2 separate regions of the Sus scrofa genome follow, and region 1 is linked to region 2. A link is a contact called in public HiChIP or PLAC-seq data. All regions are on one chromosome and are shown on one strand. The core of a region is the stretch at or near the end of the contact, and the rest is flanking DNA. Distances in the headings are between cores, read along the strand shown.

Region 1 (4,765 bases), core at 408-2,907, 130 kb before region 2:
TCTGCGCAGTCCACCAGCCTGACTTCGGGCTGGGCATGCAGGACGGAGGCTTGAGTCATGGTACCACCCTCCAGCAGCCTCTCATCTGACTGGGGAAACAAGCTGGCCACGTCATGTCAGTCAGGGCCATCGGGGGAGGGCTTTGAAGGCTGGTCAGAGCCCTTGAACTTTATCCCGAAGGCCATGGGGAGCCATGGAAGGGTCTGGAGCTGGAAAAGGACAAGATCAGATCGATGCCCTAAATGAGTGGTGGCCAAACACGAGCAGGCATCAGAATCCTCCAGGTAGCTTGTTCACACCGACTGCTGGGCCCCACCCCAGTTCCTGATTACTAGGTCCAGGGTGGGGCCTGGGAATTTTCATTTCTACAAGGTGCCCAGGTGACGCCGCTGCTGGCAGTGTGGGACCTAGTTTGGGAACTGCTGCTTTAGGACAACACAGAGGCGTGGAGGGTGGCGGGAGTGCCTGAGCATTTGCTGGAATAAGGGCCGCCGTGTGGGTTAATCACCCCCGCTCACAGATAATGGGACTCAGGGGAGAAACTAGCTGCACTGGGCCCCAGAGCTCTTCAGCATTGGGGCAGGGACTCCATCTTGGGGACTCGGGGCTCCAGAGGGACCCCCCACACACACACACATACTCCCCAGGCTCTGAGATGGGGCCTGAGTCGGGGCCCTTGGAGGACAGGACAGCGTGCTCTGGCCTCGGCGAGCTGCGCCATCAGCGGCCAAGTCAGAGTCCGTGAGTCAGGCAAACAGACGGGTGGGTGTTGCTGCACCCTGAGCTCCGGCCCTCTCACCCCCTGGACCCCCGGCTGCAACGAGTCTGCCCCAACTCTCTGCCCCATGGTCAGGCCATGAGCGGGTTCAATCAGGCCAGGTCGAGGCTGCTGCCGAGGGAGAGAGAGGGGTCGTCAGGACGAGCCCAGAGACCCCCCATCCCTGGAGAAGCCCCTGCCTTCAATTCCCCAAGTGGTTGCTGCAGGGAAATCAAGGCAGCATCCCTCACATCCTTGTTTTCTGGAGGGTTCTTGCCCTCAGCACCCTTGGAGGGTCCCAACCTGGAGATGACCCTCTGCCCCACATCCCCAGGAAGGGACAACACGGGGGGACCAGTAGCTGTCCTCTCTCCGTTCCCAACAAGGCTCATGCTGTCCCGATGGCAGAGTGACCCTGAGCCCCACTGGCAGGCCCATGCCCCACCTGCTGCAGGAGGCGAGATGCAACCTTATCAGGAAAATCACAATTTCCTGAGCACCTACTATGGGCCAGTCCTATGGTCAAGTATCTGCCAGGCACACTCTCATTAGCATGATAGATGGGCTGCTTATCTCCCCAGACAGACCTGAGATCTTTTTACTTTCTTTCTTTCTTCTTCTTTTTCTTTCTTTCTTCTTTTTTTTTTCTTTCTTCTTTTTTTCTTTCTTCTTTTTTCTTTCTTTCTTTTTTTTTTTAAGAGAGAGAAGACAAGAAAAATCCGAAGTACATAAGGCAAATCTTTAAAAGTTAAATAGAAGTGAGAGACGCTTGTCCGAAATATGATTTTCTGAACTCTGCCATATGCTTGAGATATTTTATGATACCATCATGCTGGCTGGGAGGAGGGAGGAGCCGGGTCTGGAGCTGGCCCAGCTCCTCGCCGTCCAGCTGCGATGGTGTAGACGGGAGCGTGTGACTCACCGAGAAATGCCAGGATGATCTGGATGTTTCTGCACCTCTGAAGTCCCCCAGCCCCTTGCCAGCTCCTGGCAAGGGTGTGTTGGGGGGCGAGCCCATCAACCAGCAGAGTAAACTGGGGTGCCAGAGGGGACACCCCTTAGCATTCCCTCCTCAGCCTCCCCACAGGGAGCACTTTGGGGATGCCAGGATTTTAAGGCATTCCTGCAAGCCCTTGTGGCTCCAGCTTAAGCCCCAGCTCCACCACCCTGGTGGCCGTGGACTTGGCCTTTGGGCTGCAGGCCCCTAATAGTGACCAAGCCAGCTCAGAGGGCCCCAGCCCCAGGACTGGCAGAAAGCACCTCGGCTGCAGAAGTGGGCTTGACTACAGCTTGTTGTGCTGTTGCTAAGGCCTGTGCTGATCAATCCGGGCCTCATGGGTATTTTCCCCCCTCTGGTTTCATGTTCTGACGGGAACTGCGCGAATCTGGAGCGAGTTCATCGCAGCCACAGCATTCCAGAGGGTGTGACGCCGCGAGTTCCTTCTTGGCCCCAGATCCGGAGTCCACACCCTCCCCAGCTGCCGAGCCCCAGCCGGACGGCGGGGGGAGCAGCTCAAACCAAGGCTGGAGGATGATTTAGAGGACTCGACCCTCACCGTCCTTTCTAGAAGCAAATGTGCCTTCCAGTGAGAAGGAAGGCTCTTTAGGGTCAGTGCTGAGTTTCTTGAGTCCACAGCTCCCGTTTCAGGTATTAAAGCTCCATCGAGTTTGTCCCAAAGACCCTCCCCAGCACAATGCCCTGCGAGCCAGACCGGCCGTCCCCCCAAATATCCCAGCATCTGGGGGTCCCCTGTCCCCTCCTTCCTGTGTCCTCCCGGCTGGATGGGCTCAAGTCAGACGAACCCTTAATCCCTTGCTGCCTGCACCCCTTCCCCCTCCCCTCTTTCCTTCAGGAAACATCCACGCTCTCCCAGGGTGTGTGCATTCGAGAGACAAAAAAGTCATACGTTTAAAAAATTATTTATACATTTAACCAAAAAAAGAATTGCAACGTGATAGAATTTCAGGTGGAGGTGAGCACTTTGAAGAAACGCTAAGGTGGGAAAGAGGCGATTAGGGTGTACACACACGAGAGAGTTGGGGTACCGTGGGTCGGGGAGGCCCAGAGGAGGCGATACTTGGGCAGAGACTGGGGCAGGGGCACCCGGGAGCTTGAGGAGAAGGGTGCATTGGGGACAGAAGGACAGGAGCAGAGGCTCCGAGGGGAACAGCAAGGAGGCCTGTGTGATTCAAGCAGGGAGGTGACGAGGGAGCAGGGGGTGGGCGCTGGACCCGGGGCTCTGGGCTTGGTGAGCTGCCTGAGAATTGGGGGTTTTCTTCCACGTGTGGGTGAGGCTCCTGGGAGTCAAATGCAGAGAAGGGGCATCTTAAGAGCTGTGTTGGTTGGTTTGTTTTTCTACATGGATTTTTTTTTCTTTTTTTTTTTTTGGTCTTTTGTCTTTTTAGGGCCACACCTGCAGCATCATATGGAGGTTCCCAGGCTAAGGGTCAAATCGGAGCTATAGCCACCAGTCTACACCACAGCTCACGGAAGCACTGGATCCTTAACTCACTGAGCAAGGCCAGGGATCGAACCTGTGCCCTCATGGATCCTAGTTGGGTTCGTTAACCACAGAGCCATGACGGGATCTCCTCTTTGCGGATTAAGAAAAAAAAAATTTTATTAAAGTACAATTGATTTCCAGCGTTCTGTCCATTTCTGCTCTACAGCAATGTGAGCCAGTCATACATGTGTAAGGCTTTGAAAGGCTCTCGGGTTGCCTGTGGGCCGAGGGTGGAAGCAGACGTACGCCCTGGGGGGGGAGTCTCCTGGTGTAGTTCGGGTGGCAGGCAGGTCAGGCCTGAGGGGTGAGCGCTGGTGGCCTGCGGAGGGGGGCTGGTTTCAACTGCGTGTTGGAGGGACAGCCTGCGATACAGGCTGCAGGGAATGAGAGAGGGAAGAGGAAGTCAGCAGCTGCTCAAGGGCTGCGGTGAAGCCCCTGGCGGGGGCAGGGGAGGGAGGAGGGAGGCTGCGGTGGGACAGCAGAATGCGAGCAGAGCAGGTTCATGGGGGCAAAATCAAGAGCTTGGTGTGGGTTCCAGACGTCGTGGAGCCTTGCGAGCCATGGAAACGATAAACAAACTCACTCTGGGTTGGTTCTGAGGATAGCAGAGGAGCCATTGGGTTTTAGGCAGAATTCCAGAACATTCCAGATGTTCTCTCCTTGGGGGAGCTTCCTGGTACAACTGGCCTATCCCTGGTCAAGTTATTTCATCTCAGAATCTTGACTCAGTTTCCCCAGTATTTGGTTTCACTCTTAAGAGATTTCCTTAGGTGCCCGACACTATGCTGACACCAGGACCAGCACTATTGCATGAATTAGGAGGTACAACTAATTGCCTGAATTAGCCTTTAACCACTGCACAGCTTCACAGAGGAGGAGACAGGCACAGAGAGGGCCAGTTACTTGCCCAAGGTCACACAGCTAAGAAGCTGGGCTTCAGACCCAGGCAGCCTGGCTCCAGAGTCTATACGTCAAACCACTGCACTCTACTAGCTGACTCTTTTATCATTCCCGACCCACCCCCAACCAACCAACACACACACAACACACACACACACACATACACGCACGCATGCATGCACGCACATGGCACTGCAGCTGTGCACGTAGAGACCTCCAGGAGAACCTGTGTGGAAGATTATACTCCAGCCCGGTTTTATCTTCAGGCCTCCTCTCTCTGTGTTTATTAATTCACTAAATAAATATTTATATGTGAAGGCAGGGCTGGGGGCTGCTGAGAAGCTGCCATGCGGAGTCTGTGTTTCCTAACCGTGCAGTGATGGAGGGAGGCAGGGGGTGGGTGGGGGGTGGGAGGGGGTGGGGGGTGAGAGGGGTGAGGGGGTACGGGGGGTGGTGGGGACAGAGGCTGGGAAACTCAATCTGCAGAGTGCTCAGTGCCTGGAGAGAAGGGAGCCCGGGACAGTGGGGGCCCGGGACAGCTCAGGCAGGGTCAGGAGAGCATCGGAGTTAACAGGGCCTGTCTTAGGGTCACCTCAACCCCGTG
Region 2 (4,702 bases), core at 1,059-3,558:
ACGCACCGTCCGCCTTCTCTGCAAGGTGTCCTCAGCGGGGCTACTCACAGGAAATGCCAAGCACCTCTCCTTATAGCTTTGGACTAACCTTTTATGAGTGCCTGCAGGGTGCCAGGGGCTCATTCTGGCCTCCAGTTAGCCATCCCATTTGTTTCTTAAAATTTCTCTAGAAGAAGAGTTTCCGTTGTGGCGCAGTGGAAACAAATCCAACTATTAACCATGAGGCTGCGGGTTTGATTCCTGGCCTCGCTCAGTGGGTTAAGGGTCCTGTGTTGTCGTGAGCTGCGGTATCAGTCACAGATGTGGCTCAGATCTGGCGTGGCTGTGGCTGAGGCGTAGGCCGGCAGCTGCAGCTCTCATTAGACCCCTCGCCTGGGAACCTCCATATGCTACAGGTGTAGCCCTAAAAAGACAAAAAAAAGAAAAATTACTTAGAAGAGAAATGTAATCCATTGAGGTTCAGAGAGGCCTAGTTAGTTGCCTAAGCAGAGACAGCATTAGAATGCCAGCCTGGGTATTTCTGCTGTGGTGCAACTGGCTAAGTGTCTGGCATTGTCTCTGGTGGCATGGGCTTAATCCCCAGTCCAGTGTGGTGGACTAAGGACCTGGCATTGCTGCAACTGTAGCATAGATCACAGCTGTGGCTCAGATTCAATCCCTAGGAACTTCCATACGCCTTGGGTGTGGCCATAAAATTGTTTTTAAATTTTAAAAAAAGAATGTCAGCCTGTGTGAGCCCAAAGCCAGCACTGTCTCCATGGCCCCCTGTGCCACTCTGCAGAGAAAAGCCAGAATAAGCCCACACATGGCCGTGCCAACCACAGTGCTAGTGATGATAATTGCAGCTAACATCTGTCTCTTGCCCCCTGCTGCGAACTGTAATCCATGCCTTCCGTACGTTTCCACACAGACTCCTCCTTCCCACGAGGTCATCAGTGTTTTTATTCCCATTTTACAGATGAAAAACACTGGAGGTTCAGAGAAAATTTTGTCCAAAGGCAGCAGAGCCCCTGGCTTGGCAGATCCGCACCCCAGGGGTTGAAAAACCAGGTACCCAGTGGTTCATCCGGACACTGGCATATTTTTCAGGCCTGGAAAGAAATGAGCTATGAAGCCATGAAAAGACATGGGGAAAACTTAAATGCATATGTACGGACTGAAAGAAGCCCATCTGGAGAGGCTGGATACTGTATAATTCTCCTTCCATGACATTCTGGAAAAGGCAAAACTATAGAGACAAGAAAAAGAACAGTGGTTGCCTGGGGTGCCGGGGCTTGGTGAGGGATGGATGGCTGAACAAGAGGATTTATAGGGCAGTGACACTCTGATACTCTGGTGGTGGATGCGTGTCATTTTCCGTTTGCCCCGTACAACACCCAGAGGGAGCAACACCCAGAGGGAGCCTTAATGTAAACTGTGGGCTTTGGGTGATAATGTCAACAAATGCCCCACCCTGGCGGGATGTGGACAATGGGGGAGACCGCATGTGTGGGGGCAGGTATATGGAAACGTGTCTGTACCTTTTTTTTTTTTTTCTTTTTTTTGTCCTTTTAGGTCTGCACCCACAGCATATGGAGGTTCCCAGGCTAGGGGTCTAATTGGAGCCGTCGTCACCAGCCTACACCACAGCCACACCATATCTGAGCCACATCTGTGATGTACACCACAGCTCACGGCAACGCCAGATACTTAACCCGCCGAGCGAGGCCAGGGATCGAACCCTCAACCTCATAGTTCCTAGTCGGATTCGTTAACCACTGAGCCAGTGGTTAATTCCTGCCTGTACCTTCTGTTCAGTTCTGCTGTGACCCTAAAACTGCTCTAAACAGTGGTCTGTTTTTAAAAAAGCAAACAGGTACACAATGCCCTCGTTTCGGTGCCTGAGCCACCACCAGCCTGACCCCCGGGACGGTGTTCTTCCCACCCACCCCTACAGCAACGACGTGGGGGCCATGGCTCTGCAGAGTGTAGGGCTTCCCTGGCTGGGTTACCAGGGGGGGTGGCAGGCCTGCCAGGGGGCTCTGCCAGGGCGTGGACTGATCCTCGCCCTGGGGGAGGAGGCGGGGGGAGGTGAGGGAGGCGATAACCGCATTCTTTGGTCTTCATTCCCCGGGACAGCATGTGCTCAGGGAGGCTGGCCTTGCCCCTGCCGGGGCATTGCAAAACTCAAACGCAGTTGAATCAATGTCCTTTGGAAAAGTACATTTTGCTCTGGAGCCAAAAGTAAAAGTGAAGGTTTTGCAGCCAGCACACTGAAGTCGAGAGCCATGACTCACACTGAATGGGAGGGAGGACGGCCGAGCTCAAGGCAGGCTTCGGCCCTCAGGTGCCAGGCCCTCAACCGGGACAGCGAGCGTGCTGGGAGGAGCAGCTCAGATAGCGTCAGCAAGCCTCAGACCCGCTTGCTGTTTAGAAAAGGTTCTGTCCCGATAGAGCTGTGGATAAAATGAATCACCATTAAAATCAGATTTCCGTATTGACTTGCAGTATTGGTTTAGAGATAGACTTCTCTCTAAGCCGAGGCTTTGGTAGATTTGGGGACCTGGGTGGCGTGGGAAGAGCCCCAGATGGGACTCACCAGGTAAGTCTCGCTTGTGACATTTAGGCAGTGTAGTGTTGCTTCCCGAACCTCAGTTTGTATGCCTTTAAAATGGGTCTGAGCTAAATCAGCCTTGCTGAATACCCAGGAAGCATGTTGCCAGCGCCCCCAGGCCCGTGTCCTTGGTAGGCGTTGCTAATCCATCCCAGCACATACACCCCCAATGCAGTCCCAGCCTTAGCAGCTGGGCAGCCACTAGGATTGATCCCTGAGACGAACCTTCTTGGCCACACTGGACTCCATGATCTCCAAGTCCCCTTCTAGCTCTGCAGCTTCTGCTCTTCCTCCGCCCTCTCCTATCTTTATCATCCTACTCTCCTGATACAGAAATACTTTAAGATTTAAGGCCAGGTTGGCCAACTGATAGTCCCCAGGCCAAATCAGAGCCACACAAGAAAAGTATTTCCTTTGATTTGCATACTGTTTTATTTTTAAAAACCAAAAAACCCCCAGTTGCCGTCATTTTCAAATCGGTAATTTCACATAAGACCCCAGATTTCTGGTTCTCCCTCATCTGGCCACCCCAGGGCTCCTTGTTCTGGCCGTGGGCTAAGCTGGAGGACTTTCTACCCTCTTTAGATGGGCTGTGGACCCTCCGATTGCCCCAGGCCCCGCCAGCCCGCTTCTGTCACCCCAGTACCTGCCTGGCCCCAGAGGGCATCTTCTCCTGGGGAGCGTCTACTTCCTTCGGAGACATGTGATGCCTGCTGCCTCTCACTTGGTGATGTGAGCAGCTAGCAGACGAGCGTCCAGGCCCGCTGATGCATTTAGGATGCTTACTGTTTCCTGGAGTCATTTTCAGAGGGAGAAGTGTTTTCTCTCTGAGTAATCACCCCCTGGTGAAGTGCTTTTAAATTTTTATTTTCCCATGTGGGCGCTCGTGAAAGCCAGGGCTCAGATAAGCTATTCGCTGGTGTGGAAGGCACAGGGCGAGGCAGATGGGGGTGCTGGGAGTGGGGAGGAGGTCCCCTGCCTCCCGTGGGTCTCACTCGTGACATCTCATTGTTGGGGGGTGGTTAGGAAGCCAAGCAGCTCCCTGAAGGGACTCACCTGCACATCTCAGGTGAGAACCACCACCAGTCTCCTGTGACTCAGTGGACCTCTTGCTGCTCAAAAATGATGCTCCCTACTTAAGACTGCAGTGCCAGGCAGTGGGGACCCTACGATGTCTGAGACCAGTTCCTGCCCTTGAAGAGTTCACAGCTTCAAGGGGAAAGACGCCAATAGGATTTTTTTTTTTTTTAATGACTATAATGCTATGGTAACAAGGACAGATGGGAGTTCCCGTTGTGGCTCAACGATAACAAACCAGACTAGTTAGTATCCATGATGACATGGGTTTGATCCCTAGCCCTGCTCAGGGGGTCTGGCATCTGGCATTGCCGTGAGCTGTGGTGTCGGTTGAAAATGCAGCTCTGATCCCTCGTTGCTGTGGCTGTGGCCGGCAGCTGTGGCCGGCAGCTGTAGCTACAATTGGACCCCTAGTCTTGGCACCTCCATATGTCGCACATGTGGCCCTAAAAAGCAAAAAAAAAAAAAAAAAAAGTGGGGGGGGATCAGACAGAAGGAAAACAAGTGATAAAGTAACACAGGGTTTGGTTTGTTTTTGATTTTATATTCACCGGTTTGTTGTGTTTTTTAGATTCCACGTAGAAGTAATAACATATGGTATTTATCTTTCTCTGTCTGACCTGTTTCACTTAGCATAATACCCATCCAAGTCCATCTGTGTTGCTGCAAATGGCAAAATTTCATTCTTTTTTATGGCGGAGTGGTACACACACACACACACACACACACACACACACACACACATACACACACACATGCGCGCGCGCATGTCACATCTTTATCGATTCATCTGTTGACGGAAGACACCAATAGTAATGAGACAGAGTGGGCTGCGCGGCTCATTCATTCTTAATATGCAACGCATATATAATGACAACATGTCAGTGCCAAATGATGACAGAGAGGGGCTCGGCCCAGAATAAGGTGCCTCAGCCAGCTTGATGCTGATTGGAGATGACGTCTAAGAAAAAGAATTGTGTGTGCTGAGTTTTAAAGAACTACCTGGGGGAGTTCCCATCGTGGAGCAGTGGA

What was found. HiChIP or PLAC-seq counts read pairs in DNA pulled down with a chosen protein or histone mark.
Region 1: an H3K27ac HiChIP or PLAC-seq map of skeletal muscle shows a contact between it and region 2. The contact joins two enhancer-like sites. A contact is called at or near these places in 6 of 47 Hi-C or Micro-C datasets (embryonic fibroblasts, epiblast stem cells, mesenchymal stem cells and 1 more) and 2 of 2 datasets of contacts at active chromatin or transcription factors (alveolar macrophages and skeletal muscle).

The regions. Positions count from the first base shown.
Region 1 is chr16:51,496,018-51,500,782 of Sscrofa11.1, reverse strand. No RefSeq gene overlaps it. Among named protein-coding and RNA genes, the nearest start is that of TRNAE-UUC, 22 kb to the right of the region's middle. Within about 2 kb of position 1,657, at least 43 of the 83 cell types and tissues checked have an H3K27ac peak or open chromatin away from gene starts, as enhancers often do. A contact at or near this core is called in embryonic fibroblasts and skeletal muscle, where this site is marked.
Region 2 is chr16:51,365,702-51,370,403 of Sscrofa11.1, reverse strand. The region is part of intron 1 of ERGIC1 (endoplasmic reticulum-Golgi intermediate compartment protein 1); the gene reads left to right. Among named protein-coding and RNA genes, the nearest start is that of ERGIC1, 35 kb to the left of the region's middle. Within about 2 kb of position 2,308, at least 40 of the 83 cell types and tissues checked have an H3K27ac peak or open chromatin away from gene starts, as enhancers often do. A contact at or near this core is called in embryonic fibroblasts and skeletal muscle, where this site is marked.